Linked DNA regions of Larimichthys crocea: region 1 is linked to region 2. The links are chromatin contacts, called in public Hi-C maps. All regions are on one chromosome and are shown on one strand. The core of a region is the stretch at or near the end of the contact, and the rest is flanking DNA. Distances in the headings are between cores, read along the strand shown. Region 1 holds the start of chst11 (carbohydrate (chondroitin 4) sulfotransferase 11). Region 2 holds the start of slc41a2b (solute carrier family 41 member 2b).

The links. Hi-C and Micro-C count contacts between places; a contact is called where the count stands out from the background.
Region 1: a contact with region 2 is called in a Hi-C map of muscle, with 4 times the contacts expected there. The contact joins the promoter of chst11 here to the promoter of slc41a2b in region 2. A contact is called at or near these places in 5 of 7 Hi-C or Micro-C datasets (all in muscle).

Annotation. Positions count from the first base shown.
Region 1 is chrXX:6,004,985-6,011,694 of L_crocea_2.0, forward strand. chst11 (carbohydrate (chondroitin 4) sulfotransferase 11) reads right to left here and starts at 4,961. Exons shown (of 4, transcript XM_010736908.3): 1 at 4,704-4,961. The coding sequence starts at 4,806. LOC104923739 (thioredoxin reductase 1, cytoplasmic) reads right to left here. Exons shown (of 15, transcript XM_010736909.3): 15 at 5,369-6,710.
Region 2 is chrXX:5,868,377-5,874,766 of L_crocea_2.0, forward strand. slc41a2b (solute carrier family 41 member 2b) reads left to right here and starts at 2,651. Exons shown (of 11, transcript XM_010736905.3): 1 at 2,651-2,764; 2 at 4,153-4,738; 3 at 5,785-5,892. The coding sequence starts at 4,196. nopchap1 (NOP protein chaperone 1) reads right to left here and starts at 2,113. Exons shown (of 4, transcript XM_010736906.3): 1 at 1,968-2,113; 2 at 1,582-1,656; 3 at 1,115-1,248; 4 at 99-962. The coding sequence starts at 2,028. The coding sequence ends at 780.

The DNA of each region.
Region 1 (6,710 bases), core at 3,711-6,210, 140 kb after region 2:
TGCGTGTGCAGCAGTGTGTACTGTGCTGAGAGTTGTTTTAAAAAAATCCTACATGTTCATTTTTGGAAAAGCTTTTTGCTGCCTGCAATTCATGACTCAATATGTCAAGCACGGGAGACAGGACTGCTGTCAGTAAGCATCTTAAATAACTTGAGTGATATTCTAATGCCAGCTGTCCTATGACGCCAGCAGTCATTTTGTCAGATTAGTTTCCCATTTTTTAGGGGATTTCATTTCAATTCAGAACTTAACTCTGAAAGGAAAATAACTTTTTCTTCCTAACTTGGGATTTTAGCCAATTACTAACCAACAAAGGATGAGAGGATCTGACAGACTGTGATTTATTATAGAGCCTATTAAAGTATCAATTCACACAAACCATGTACCTCTACTAACATTAATCCATGCACATAGCTTTTGTTTTATACCTGACTGAGATGTATACCTCAATATGAATAAAGGGCTGCAACAAATATTTTGTATTTGGTAATTGTGAACAATGTCCATCACAGGTTTGGGGCAAGGTGATGGCTTAAAGGACCGTTGTGTAGGTGTAGTTGTAGTGTAGGTGAAGGTGTTGCAACCCCTCACCTCACCCTCTCTTTCCTATATAGTTACTGTTTAGTTTGTCTTTTCTGGGCTATTGTAGAAACATGGCAGTTGAACATGCTGAACACTGTGTCTCATTGTAAGGTAACAAAAACTTAATAACTCTTATTTTTAGGTGATATTAGATTAGATCCCATTTCTGACATATTGTATAGAGCCCCCATGAATCACACATACTGTGTGTTTTATCAGATGTTTTTTTAAAGATATTAATAATAATAATAACTAACTTTCAGACTTTAATTAGCATCCAGCCCCCATTTTAGAGGGATTTACAAGCCATCAACATCTAGATCAACGTCTGAATGTAGCCATAGCAAGCCAGCTAAGAAGACACAACACATAAAGAAGACTGCTTTGGATCTATTGGAGGCATATTCTATATTTTAGCATAATTTGATTTACTCCTACGTTACAGGCGAACTGCCTCCACCCACATCCAGATCCTGTGCCAAGCCAACACCATGCTAAAACACCAGTCTCTCCACTGAATGCAGGGACCAAAATGATACCAACACTCCATTTAATTCAGTCAATTCATAATTCAAATTATAAACATTTACACAATACTGAAAAGGTGATTATAATGCTGTAACCTGTAAAAGCATTAACACCCAGCACTGAATAGATGCAGTTCAGTTCATGGTGCTCGCAGCACTGCAAACATTTTGTGGCTCCATTCAGGATGATGTCTTCAGTGAAAGTTGGCTTGTTCTCTGGATTATTTACTGTTACAGACACATTGTTTCTGTAACAACAAGCCCATGCTGAGTTTGTAATTTTTCACCAGTCTGAGCAGCATAAAAGAAATTCCATTGACATTTGGACGGCAGCAAAAATCTCTTAGACAAAAAGCACAAAAACTCAGCAGACAGAATAATAAACTCTTGGCTAGATACCATCAGGAGTGAGTGGACGGACAGCACAATTTAACAAGAAGTTGGCATATTTTTTAATACATATCTACAAATAGTTTAAAAGAACATTGAGCATGAGCACTGGCTGAAATAATGTTGTCACTGCTGCCGTGCTTTCTGTCTGCTTCTACTAAGACTGGCAGTACACTCCAACTAAATCTAATTTGACGCGCTCTCAAACTGCTGCTCAACACAGCAGGGGGGCATTGCCAGCGTCCTCCAGGTCTGCTCGGTCTCTGGTGTCCACACTGGATGGAGGAACTCATGAGTCGATGAGAAGTTGGCATTTCAGGGTTGAGCCAAATGTGGCGTTCTGTTCTCATCACGAAGCTGAATTTTTTGCGGTAAGAACACTTTGAATGCACATTTGGAATATACAGCCTTGCTCGGTGTGCCACTGTAAACCCCCCTTCCCTCTGTTTCTTTTTCAAGAGGTCACGACCCCACGGGTCCTTGAAGAGAGGTGAGAGTTTACATTGGGAGGCCAGCCTGGATTCCCAGGCCTGTTAAACATGCCTGAACTAGGGAGACGCTTGCCTGGAACTTTATCTGATGGACAACAATGGTGCTCCCGTGTGCGTGCGTGTGTGTGTGTGTGTGTGTGTGTGTGTGTGTGTGGTGCTGGAGAAAGAAAGGGAAAATGGGGAAAAACTCAAAATAGAAGATCAGGAAAGAGCGATAACGTCATACCAGGGAAGGGGATCAGATTGAGATAGAGACAAGACGACGGCTTGTAAAGGAAGTCAACAACACTAACATACACACTCACTAGTATCCGTCTCACCTGTGTAATCACATAAACACACACTGCGGCATTCAAACTTATATCCCCGCTCCTGCACAAACACCCTGCTTTTACACATCTCCTCTTCAATCAGAGCGTCCTGGATGCAGCACCCTGTCATCACCGCAACAAAATAGAACATCCACTTTGTGACCTGCGTATGTGTGTGTGTGTGTGTGTGTGTGTGTGTGTGTTGGGCAGAAGCTGATGCAATGACTGCAGAGACTGGCACAACTGTGAGAGCAGGATCCAGGGGTCCTTGACAGAGGTTTAATAGAGTCTTGGTTCAATTTTTACAATCAATTCTCTGCCTGGAGGCTGATTTAATGATGTACATTAGAGGAGAGGTCTCACTCCGTTCACTGTTCCTGCTACAGGTTACAGTTATGTCATTCATGACTCAATGATGCGCGACTACAGGCCTGTCTCGCTCAAGTGGGGGTTTCATAGGACAGGGTCTTGAAATGATCTAAAAAAAACGTCTGCACATTCCTTTGCTAGAAGGTAGTTTCATGAGGTGAAATGTAATTTTCTGATTGTTGGATTTAACTGGGTTGTAATCAGAGACAGATCATCAACATCTCAAACCCTCAGCAGATAAAAACCTAATCTTCTGCTGGGCGTCCTGATTAAATGGCCCCAGGTGCAAGTGATGTCTCTGCACGCGAAAGGGAACTGTACATTTCTTTGTCCGTGAATTACTTCTTGGCCAACCAAAGAGGACAGAAGAGAATAAAATACATAATTAAAAGGATTTATCATTTGTACACACACAGCAGAGAGGTGTGGAATTGAAGCCAATGTCAACAACAGAAGGAGGGAGTGTGGTCCAGTTATCGATCAGTCAGCAGCTGCTGACACGCAGAAGGTTTGATGTCCTTATGATCGAAACCCTTTCCAAACATTGATTCAGTCATCCAGCTGTATTTGTGCTTAGATAATGTTACAGTAACTCACTGTAGCTTCCCTGAAGCGGTGTGTTGTGGTGATTTTCTCTTTGCGGATTAGAAATATCAGTCGACCGCCACCACTGCCAGCTGCCCGGCACCAATACGGGTGACTCACACAGAGCAGGTAGGATCATGAGGATCCTGATCAGAGATGTGTGCACTTTTGGTTTCACGCTGGTGTGGATGATGCTGTGTGTGTGTGTGTGTGTGTGTGTGTGTTGTGTATCCCTTGTTTCATCTCTCTTTTAGCCCAGCAGCTCCATCACTCAGATGCAGCATGAAATTCCTCTATAGGGTTTCACTTCTCTGCTTTCCCGTCATCACCTCCAGCCTGATACACAGCTCTGTGTGTTCTCTGGCACATGAACTTTTATCACAGAGCACTGATCAGTTTAAGATGCTGCAACCTTGAAGTATCATAGGAGTATTAACCCACTGATCCTCGCAGACACGCTGTCTCCAACAGCAGCATTATGGGATTATTTCCCGTTTGTGAATGATTCAGTTTCTGTTCATGGAAAGCAAATACCCAGTAAGGTTGTTTTTTTCTTTCTCTTCCACCTTACAGTAAACCAGTTGTACTGTAGGTCAGCAGCACTGACTCGTCACCGCTGTACGTGTACGTGCGCTCCTCCTTGGCGCGTCTGAACGCAGGCTGCTTTGATTTTGGCGCACGGAGAGACGTCGCTGGGTATCACATCCAGGGGCGTTGATTCGTTAAAGCTACACATAAAATCTCATTTAACATAATGTGATTCAAATTCTCCCGTCGGAACCCCCCGCTGGCACTGACAGGGTTTCCTTTATTGTGGGATAAATTATTTAAAAGGTCTCCAGAGCGCACAGATTAGAGAGGACCTCGGTCCTAAATGCTCCCTAAAGATGATTTATTTTTAGATAGGGGCTCCAAATTGATTTTAAAGCTCTGGTTTCACTCTTGATACAGAACCCCGAGAACGTGGATCAAATTTGAAATGGGTTCACCTATATGCCCACTTTGCCAAACCCAAATACCGCCCGTGCACTGATTCCCGTCGCCCCCGAGAAAACATGATTCCGGAGACAAAAAAAACCTCTCTCCATGCCACTTGCCAGCCAGCGAACAGCGCGTGGTTGCTCACATCCAATCACACCCAAACGCACAGACTCACACTTGTGCCCGCTCAACAAAAGCGGGACAAAAGCGCACCAAGACAATCAGAGCAGAGTGTGAGAGATGTGTCTCAGTGATTGATCGCAGACACTGCACTCTTACTGGATGATTTACGCGTTCACACAAGTAACAATTCTTTATGTGGCGCGTTACTGTACACACTGGATAAATCGATGTGTCAACATGTTGCCAGACAAGATGCGATACATCAACACACACACACACACACACAGCTACACACACACACGAGGCAGAGGAGAGGAGGGAGATCCTACCTGGTTGGAACATACTTTGGAAATAAAAGATGACCAGAATAAAGGATCCCAAACAGGTGGCAAAAACCATCCGGCATATCCTGTTCATCCTCATCAGTTCGCTCAGAGTCTGTTTCATTTCGGGACGGAGAGAGGCTGGAGGAGGCTCGCTGCTGCTCGCTTTGTGTTGTTGTGGGAGAAACGAAAGGCCGGTCTGTCGGAAGCTCCGGGGGCTCTGGCTTGGTACTGATGAGGATTGTCTGCCGGTCAATGCGCTCCAACATGGAGCGTACCACTGCCGCTGCTGCTGGAGGGGAGGAGGAGGAGGAGGAGGAGGAGGAGGAAGGGGAGGAGGAGGAGGGTGGGCAGGGACGACGTGAGAACATCACCCCCACCCCCCATCTCCCTCCCTCCTCCCCGTCTCCGTGCGCGGAGCTAATGAGCGCGTCCAGATGTGCGATTCTCTTCATGAGCATCACGTTAAAAGCTGCTGTTTAACCTGTTCCATCAGGAGGATACTGCAGCAACACAATCCCAGTGATTATAAACTCAGTGAAGAAACAATTAAAATATGCACACACACACACACATACCCACAGTCCAATACTGTACATACACAAATATTCTTTGTATTGGAGATAATAAAATCAAATAAAATCATTAAAACATCTGAGAAAAAGCAGGAATACAATCATGTTTCGGTGAGATTCACACCAATGACAGTACAGTGTTTCTTTTATTATGTCTACCATCACATATGATTTTGTGATGATATAATAACATTAGTTATAATAGCTGTAAAAAGAGATGTACATTTACTCAAGTACTGTATTTATATGTACTTTGGATGTAGGAGTACAGTGGCGGAAGTAACCAACAATGCAAAGGACTCGGAAGAAGTTTCAGTTTAGTTTTAGTTTTTTTTCTTCTTTCTGTGAGTCTGATAGTTTCATCTATAACAATCTGTAACAGTAATGTATTCATGAAACTGAAGTTGAATTATATATATTGTGAGCAATATCTGTCATATAAATGTAATGCAGTAAAAAGTACAACCTGAGCCTCTGATATGTGGTAAGTAAGTAAAGTAAAATAACTTAGGTACTGATACAGTTTTGGGGTACTTGTACTTTACTTGGGTATTTCTGTTTTCTTGCCACTTTATAGCAGAAGAAGCAGTCGTGCTAATAGTAACATCAGTATTCGTAGTTGGTGGTCATATAATCTGAATTACTGAAGTAATTGTTAAAGCCACACATCTGTATATGTTTTTATTTTTCTTCATTTAAGGACAAAAAACATTGAATATTGCCTCATTCATATTACCCCACAGTGCCATCTAGTGGTGTTACAGCACACAATGCACTGGGGTCAGGCGAAACCCCTGAACACTGTCCAAAATGAGCAGGCAGTGATAGATAGACATCCATGCAGCAGACCTCTTAACCTTGCTGTGAGACCCGGACAAAGTCATAGAGGCTACTTACCTCTGATCAAATTATGCTGTAATGGCATTTTAAGGCACATGCCAAAAGAGACACTCCTGTGCACTTTTTCTAATTAGGAGATCTGTCTTACTTACACAAGGCAGGTCTGTCAGGGAGAGAATCAGAAGGTGGTCTGGAGGATAACCTCGGGAAATTTGCATCTAAGTGCTGCAATGTTCAGCAAGCAACAGCACGACGCATTACAGTACAGGCATTAACATGGACTGAATGGAAACTGCTGTACTCGTGACAAGCTGCAGGACACCATGAGAATGAAAATGACGCCCTTGCACGAGGGCACATTCATGTTCTATGCCCACAGATGTACATTTTCTGATTTAAATGCAGAGTGTAGAGTTGAGGTGGCGGGGAAAACTCACAGGGTCAGCGGCATGCTTTTAAGAAATATCTGCACTCGGGTTCCTGCATTCATTTGTATGAGACACTTCACTTAATGATCTGCATGAATATTCAACAGTTGTTTGAAGGCAGCTGTTATGCATGGCAGCTCTGAATCAGAGAGAGAACATAAAAGAGAAAAAGCAAACAAGGGACT
Region 2 (6,390 bases), core at 1,401-3,900:
TGCTAGTTAGAAAAAGAAATGTCTTCATGTTGAGAGGTTGTGTACCCATTCATGCTTTGTATTGTATGTGTGTGAGTGTAGCTTAATGAGAAGCCATGTCTGTAGAATTATTTAATTTTCAGAAAAATCATTTGAACGTCTTTATATGACAAAATGGAGCCGAAGTCAGATCACTTAAAAAATAATTAATCCAAATAAAGTCTGTAACACTGTGAGGAAAGGAGACAGCGTTGCCAAAAAGATATTTATCGTATTTGTACGATGAATAATGACAGAAAGTGTCAGAATGTGCACGATGTTCCTCAAAATACGACAAGCCTCTGGTACAAGAGTTTAACATTTCTAAACACTTCTCAACACTGAAACTTTTGGACAAATCAGAACAAATCATCCATAATTAAGTCATAATGAATGAATTAGCAGGTAGCTTCATGATAACCAAAAACAAGGTGATCCACGGTGTTACACCTCTACACATCATGCACAGTGAGAAGTGGCTGACTGCCAGACAGGATGAGGTCATCACAGTATCTGTTCTGGCGCTGAAGGCACTTTTGAAACTTTGTCTTTTACGTGTACAAAATGAGATTAACTGTAGTTCCCATAGGGATGAGGAAAATGTCTCCACACGGGAGCTTTCTGTTCACCGTCTCTGTGATGTAGGTTAAAATCCTTCCACACCTGAGGGAAGTGTTCTGTCATTGGTCAGTTAATCCCACATCACCTCAGAGGGTGAAAAAACTCAAACACGCAGCCAAAAGTCTGTCTGGTCGTCTCTTCTACTCTCCCTCTTGATCAACAACTTGGATGTTGGCTTTCTTCTTCTTGCCTTTGTCTCCGGGTAGTTTGAGGTTCTGCTCTGTGACCTCACTGTCCTCACCAGAATCTGATTCATCCTCAGAGTCTGAAGTGTCCTCTTCATCGTCTGAGTCTGACCCGCTGAGCTCCACCAGCGCTACGTCCTGACAGACAAGCGGAAGAGACCACACAACAATGTCATAACCACGACAGGACATAAAAAATCCAAACTGTTGGTGATAAAATATGATAAAATAAAGATCAGAAGAACAACGAAAGCTGTTGGCGCATGCAACACCAACACACTGACACTCACCATCTCTATGATCCTCTGCGCCTCCTCCACGCTCTCTATGTCGAAGAATCCAGCAGGAGCTCCCTCCATCTGCTGCTTTAGCTTCTCATTGGCGTCAGCCATCTGAGGAAGGAAGCTCTGCAGCCGGTCCAACACTGACGCACAAAACACAACAAAACACATCAGATCATCACACCTCTGGCTCAAACGGAGTTTGTTCTAACCTAATACTATTGAGTTATTCACCAAATATTTTTGATAATTGATCATTTTGAGTGTCCAAATTCTTTGATTTCAGCTTCTCAAATGTGAATATCTTTTATTTTCTTTAGTCCTCTGGCGGTAAATCATTGTGGACAAAACATGACATTTGAGGAGCGAGGAAACACTGATCCACAGTTATCAGATTCTTTAATGAATGAATGAATACACCTGTAGTTGTAGTCAAACACACAGCCAGCATGCTGGGAGATGATGTTTGCTCTTACCGCTGCTTCTCGGGACTCTCTCTGTCTGCAGGGAGCTGCCAGCCTTTGGCTTGAGGAGAAGCTTCTCGCCGAGACCTGAGCAGACAAGTTCACGATGAGATGGAAATAATAATAACTACAGTTTTAATAACACAGTTTTCTAACCAGGTAGTTAAGCACGTGTGCTGATGCTATATGGTTATTTTAGCTGAGGATAGCGTGATAACGTAAGAGGACGTGGAAAACCTTTGAGACATGTTACTGTTGTTATGAAGAAACCTACACAGACACAGCATTAAACATGTACTTCCACTGCATCGCTAAATAAAACATTAAACGAGCTCCGGTTAGCTGACTCTCAGTGTACCGGGCTCCACACTTTGACTGCTGCTAATATCAGTTCAAACCTCCTCCGTTGCCACATGACAGCAAAGCCTGTGAACTCGTTTTCTCGACGTTTAATTCCATTTTTCAGACGCGACGCGACAATGTTTTCACCGACATGTGTGTTACGAGTGAGAGCAACTTCCGCATGAAAGGTGAGAAAATAAATATTTAAGCTCCGGCTTTAATGGCGCCCCCTACTGTTTGGGAGGAAATTACACAGTGAAAGTTGGCCGTACCGAGCGTCTATGGAGGGAAAACATCGTTAAAATTCCGCACTTTGACTGAATCTAACAGTAAACGTAATAAACGGCCGACATTTATGATACTAACTGGATAATTGCTGAAGAAAGTACGCTCTGCGGCTGCGCACTGCAATCAAAATAACTGTGTGGCACTTTTTGTTCTTACGAGAAAGCCTGTGGTGTAGGTGAGAGCTCTCACTCTCGCTTGTTTTTGTTACCGCGAAACCTGCTAATAATAGTTTTGTACTAGGCTACATTATGAACTTATCTTTGTGTGCTGAAAAGCTAATTTAGAGAATGTTTTATATTTTTAATTCTTTTAAAACGTTCTTTTAACTGCTATATTAAAATTAACTGACGTATTTGTTGTGAATTAAAAGCTGTCCGTATGCAAAACTTTCTCAACTCTGCCGGATCACATACGCGTTTTTTTTTCCAAACCGTGTGGCTGTTCTTACCAGCAGAGACGATCTTTGGTGGTACTCTTTGCTCTGACGCGGCTTTCTGGCTGCTGGACTGTCAAGGAAGGAGACTCGCATCTCTTCTTCTGGATGAAAAGTCTCCACAGCGGAAAGGTAAATAATTTGAAATAAATAAATTAAGGTGAGCAATAGAATAAATAGTATTATTTCTGTATCTTCTCGCTAACAGCAGTCAGTGTATTCTCCCGGTTAACGCGTAAGAAAGTGAGGAGCCTCCTGCTGTTTTGATTCCTACACAGCTAGCTAACGTAGCACAGTCTCCGCTAACACAGACAGACGCCCACAACTCTCCAACATTGTCTGTGCTAAAGCAAAGACACCAGCGAACATTAGCCCGTGTGACAGGACTGCGTTTAAACCAAGTCTAGCTGCGATAAAAACAGAAATGCAGTGAGGCTGAGGCAGACAGGTAATAATATGAAAAGGCCTGAGGAGTGATGAAGTGCAGATGTGAGAGGTGGCAAAACCTTTAAACATTTAAAACAGCAGCAGCAAGTCTATATGTGTCATTTTGACTAGTAGTAAGTCTAATTAAGATGTATATAATTAATTTCTTACGAGTCAAAATAGTCATTTTTGTATCAGCATTTGTGAAAATGTTCATGTGTGTAACTTAATTACAGCTCGTCCTCTCGTGTTGCTTCTGGAGCTAGCGTTTGTCTGGTTGTGCCGCTTTATAAAAATAAATATACGTGTGAAAATATAAACTGTTTCATGTCAGTATAATTTAACTCACATTAGAAAAAAACCTTTAACTTTAAAGGGTTTGTTGCAGGTGGACAAACTCACGTTATATCGACGTTTTTCGGGACTGCGTCATCAACTTTAGATAAACAAAATACAGTTTCTAACGACACATTTTCCCGCCTTCACTGCTGCTCCATACCGACTAAATAACACAAAACACTCTTTGTCCCTTCACTTCAAACTTGTTCGCGCACTAATGAAGACGTGACACTGTCTTTCCTGCCTTGCTGTCACTTTGACATCAGCTGAACTCATCTATAACCTCTCCTGCACATCTGTGAGATGCTGACAGCTGTATACTGAGCTCACGGCTGGCTGCCAGCAAAAGACTTCCAGCACTGCATTATAATCATGAGCTGGTGTAAAGATAAAGAATGCCTATAGTCACTCCTGTAATGATTTGGCTCATTAGATTCACTGATGTCACACATGTAGAGGTTCATCTGTACTTCATCAGGAAACAGCTGCTCTGTATATTTAGCCATCTCCGGTTTCAGGTTGAGTTCTGGTTCCCTTTAAGTAGTGACTCAGCTGTTTCATCTCACAGTAATATCTCCTCCGATATGTCTCCAAGCGGTGTTTTCCTGTTCTTCCTGCTGTCCTCCCCTGTCTATTGTCTTCCCTTGTGTATTTTCCTTCAGGCCGATGAGTTAATGTGTCCAATTTCTTGATATGGATGGTGCACCTGAGCCTGTGTAAACCAGTTGTATCATTTCTTTTTACACCACCCTCAGACTGAATGATAGGAGATGAGACTCTGCGGCCGTAGACCACATCATGAGTATCCAGAGTCTGGGTGGAGCTATAGGGGAGTCCCTGGGCTCTAGCCTGACAGTGCGTATGAGCGGAGCAAGTGGCGGGTGGAGTGCTGTCTCCCTGAAGCCTGTTTCCTCCGGCCGCTTTGCCTCGCTCTTCCAGACTATGGTTCCCACTGGTTATACTAAGCTACAGGAGGAGCGGCTGGCCATGGTGGATCTTGGAGCGAAACCAGAGGTCGGCCCACTCCAGAACGGCTACAGACAAGAGACATCACACATAGAAGGCCGACGGCTCCTGGACCGGGCCTCTCGGTCCTCTGTGACTTTATCTGATTGTGGAGATGGGGGTTACTCTGAAACAGAGCCCATGCTGGCCGAGAGGAGGCTCTCTGGGGAGGAGGCAGACGCAGAGGAGGAAGAGGATGAGGAGGAAGAGCTGGGATCCAACGTGCAGAACATGCCCAAGGAGTCGCCTCTGGCCATGGCGCTGCAGATATTATTGCCTTTCCTGCTCGCCGGATTTGGAACTGTATCAGCTGGAATGGTGCTGGATATTGTGCAGGTAAGCCGTGCTACAATACAACTGTTGTTCAAACAGCAAGCAGCATAGCTGAGAGCTTAAGACAGGGTAGCATTAAAGGTCGAGTCCTGTTCGGCCATTTCACTGTTTCTCTTTGTTTTCCAATGCAAGTAAGTAACAAACCTGTCTGATCATCAGACTGCTCAGCTCTGACTTCTTGTTGCTCCTCTTGGTGAGGGTAAAGGTGCCCTTCTTGTAAACAACCAAAAGTGTACACTCGGTGTTAAAAGTAAATCCCAGAGGCTGAGTGTGTAATTCCTTCCTCATGACACAAAGGCGATGTTTGCGTCCATGTTCACACGTTGTCGTCCTCTTCTTCTAGCAGGTAGCTTCTTTAAGGCCTCTGCCACCAGGTCGCTCCTGTGGTGTTATTATCTATGATAGGAATGATACAAAAACAAGACTTAACTTGCAAACTGGATTTTTTTCTATAAAGTACAAAGTGGCAAAGGCGTTGTGTGTATCCCCGAGGTCTAACAAACATGCTGAGTACATATCATTCCTCATAAAAAACATGTGCAAACATGTATCATGATATTCTAAATGAAAACACTCAAACAGAGCTTCATAGTCCTACTAGTCAAAGCCAAAAACGCCACAGGATACCCTTTTAATTCTGATGGATTGTAATCATGGAAATATTATAATAAAATCATATTTTCTCTGACTGATTTTCAGCTTTGAGTAGTTAATTTCACTTCAGCAGTGTTTCTTGTTTTGGAGGTTGGTTCACATAAGTTAGTTTGGAGGCCTTATTCGTCTTGAGTGACAGACATGTCAGGTGGTTGCTGCACACCATGTTCAAAACATTTCTTTAGAACACATCGCAGTCTTAAGCACACCTGTATTGAATTAGTGCCAGGATTTTTGACAGGAGTGACAAACTGTTCAGTTCGGTCCACTGGTTCATAATGCAAATGAGGCCTGGAATTTAAATCTGTTTGTCAAATGAGGTTGACTGAAAGTGGAGTGGATATAAGGTTAGACGTGTTTTAAAATAATGTCTTCCATACTCGTGTCATCCGCAGCACTGGGAGGCATTTCAGTACATCACCGAGATCTTCATCCTGGTTCCTGCTCTGCTCGGCCTCAAGGGAAACCTGGAGATGACTCTGGCCTCAAGGCTGTCCACAGCGGTGAGACAAACACACACACAACCTGAACACAGTCGGGATAACACACTACTTTGGAAGTCTTTCTATGTGAAGCCTGAGGAACCAAACTTGGAATGGATTTAGCGTTCATCAGTGTAGTTTTCCGGCTCATTTGAAAGAACTACAAAGACGACAGTTCCTGACGAGGGGTCGTCCTTTTTCTTTCAGTGCCATAACGTTTAATCTTCTGACATAATTAGATGGGTTGTGTCCAGCATCATGCTGCATTGACTCAACTACTGTTTGCCAGTTTGTTTTTATGCCTTTATGGGTTTCCAGGCTCATGATTCGTCTTTCTGGCCGCTATAGATGGCACACTAGATGTGTGATGTCATTGTGTTGAGTGTGTTTGTTTTGTGAAGTCATCCCCTACAGTTGGTATTGGTCATCTCTGTGGCATCTGGACAGCTGTTCCAGCCTGTAATTACAGTGTGAATGTCTTCTGTGCTGAATAGGCTTATAGTGATCCTGTTTGTCAGT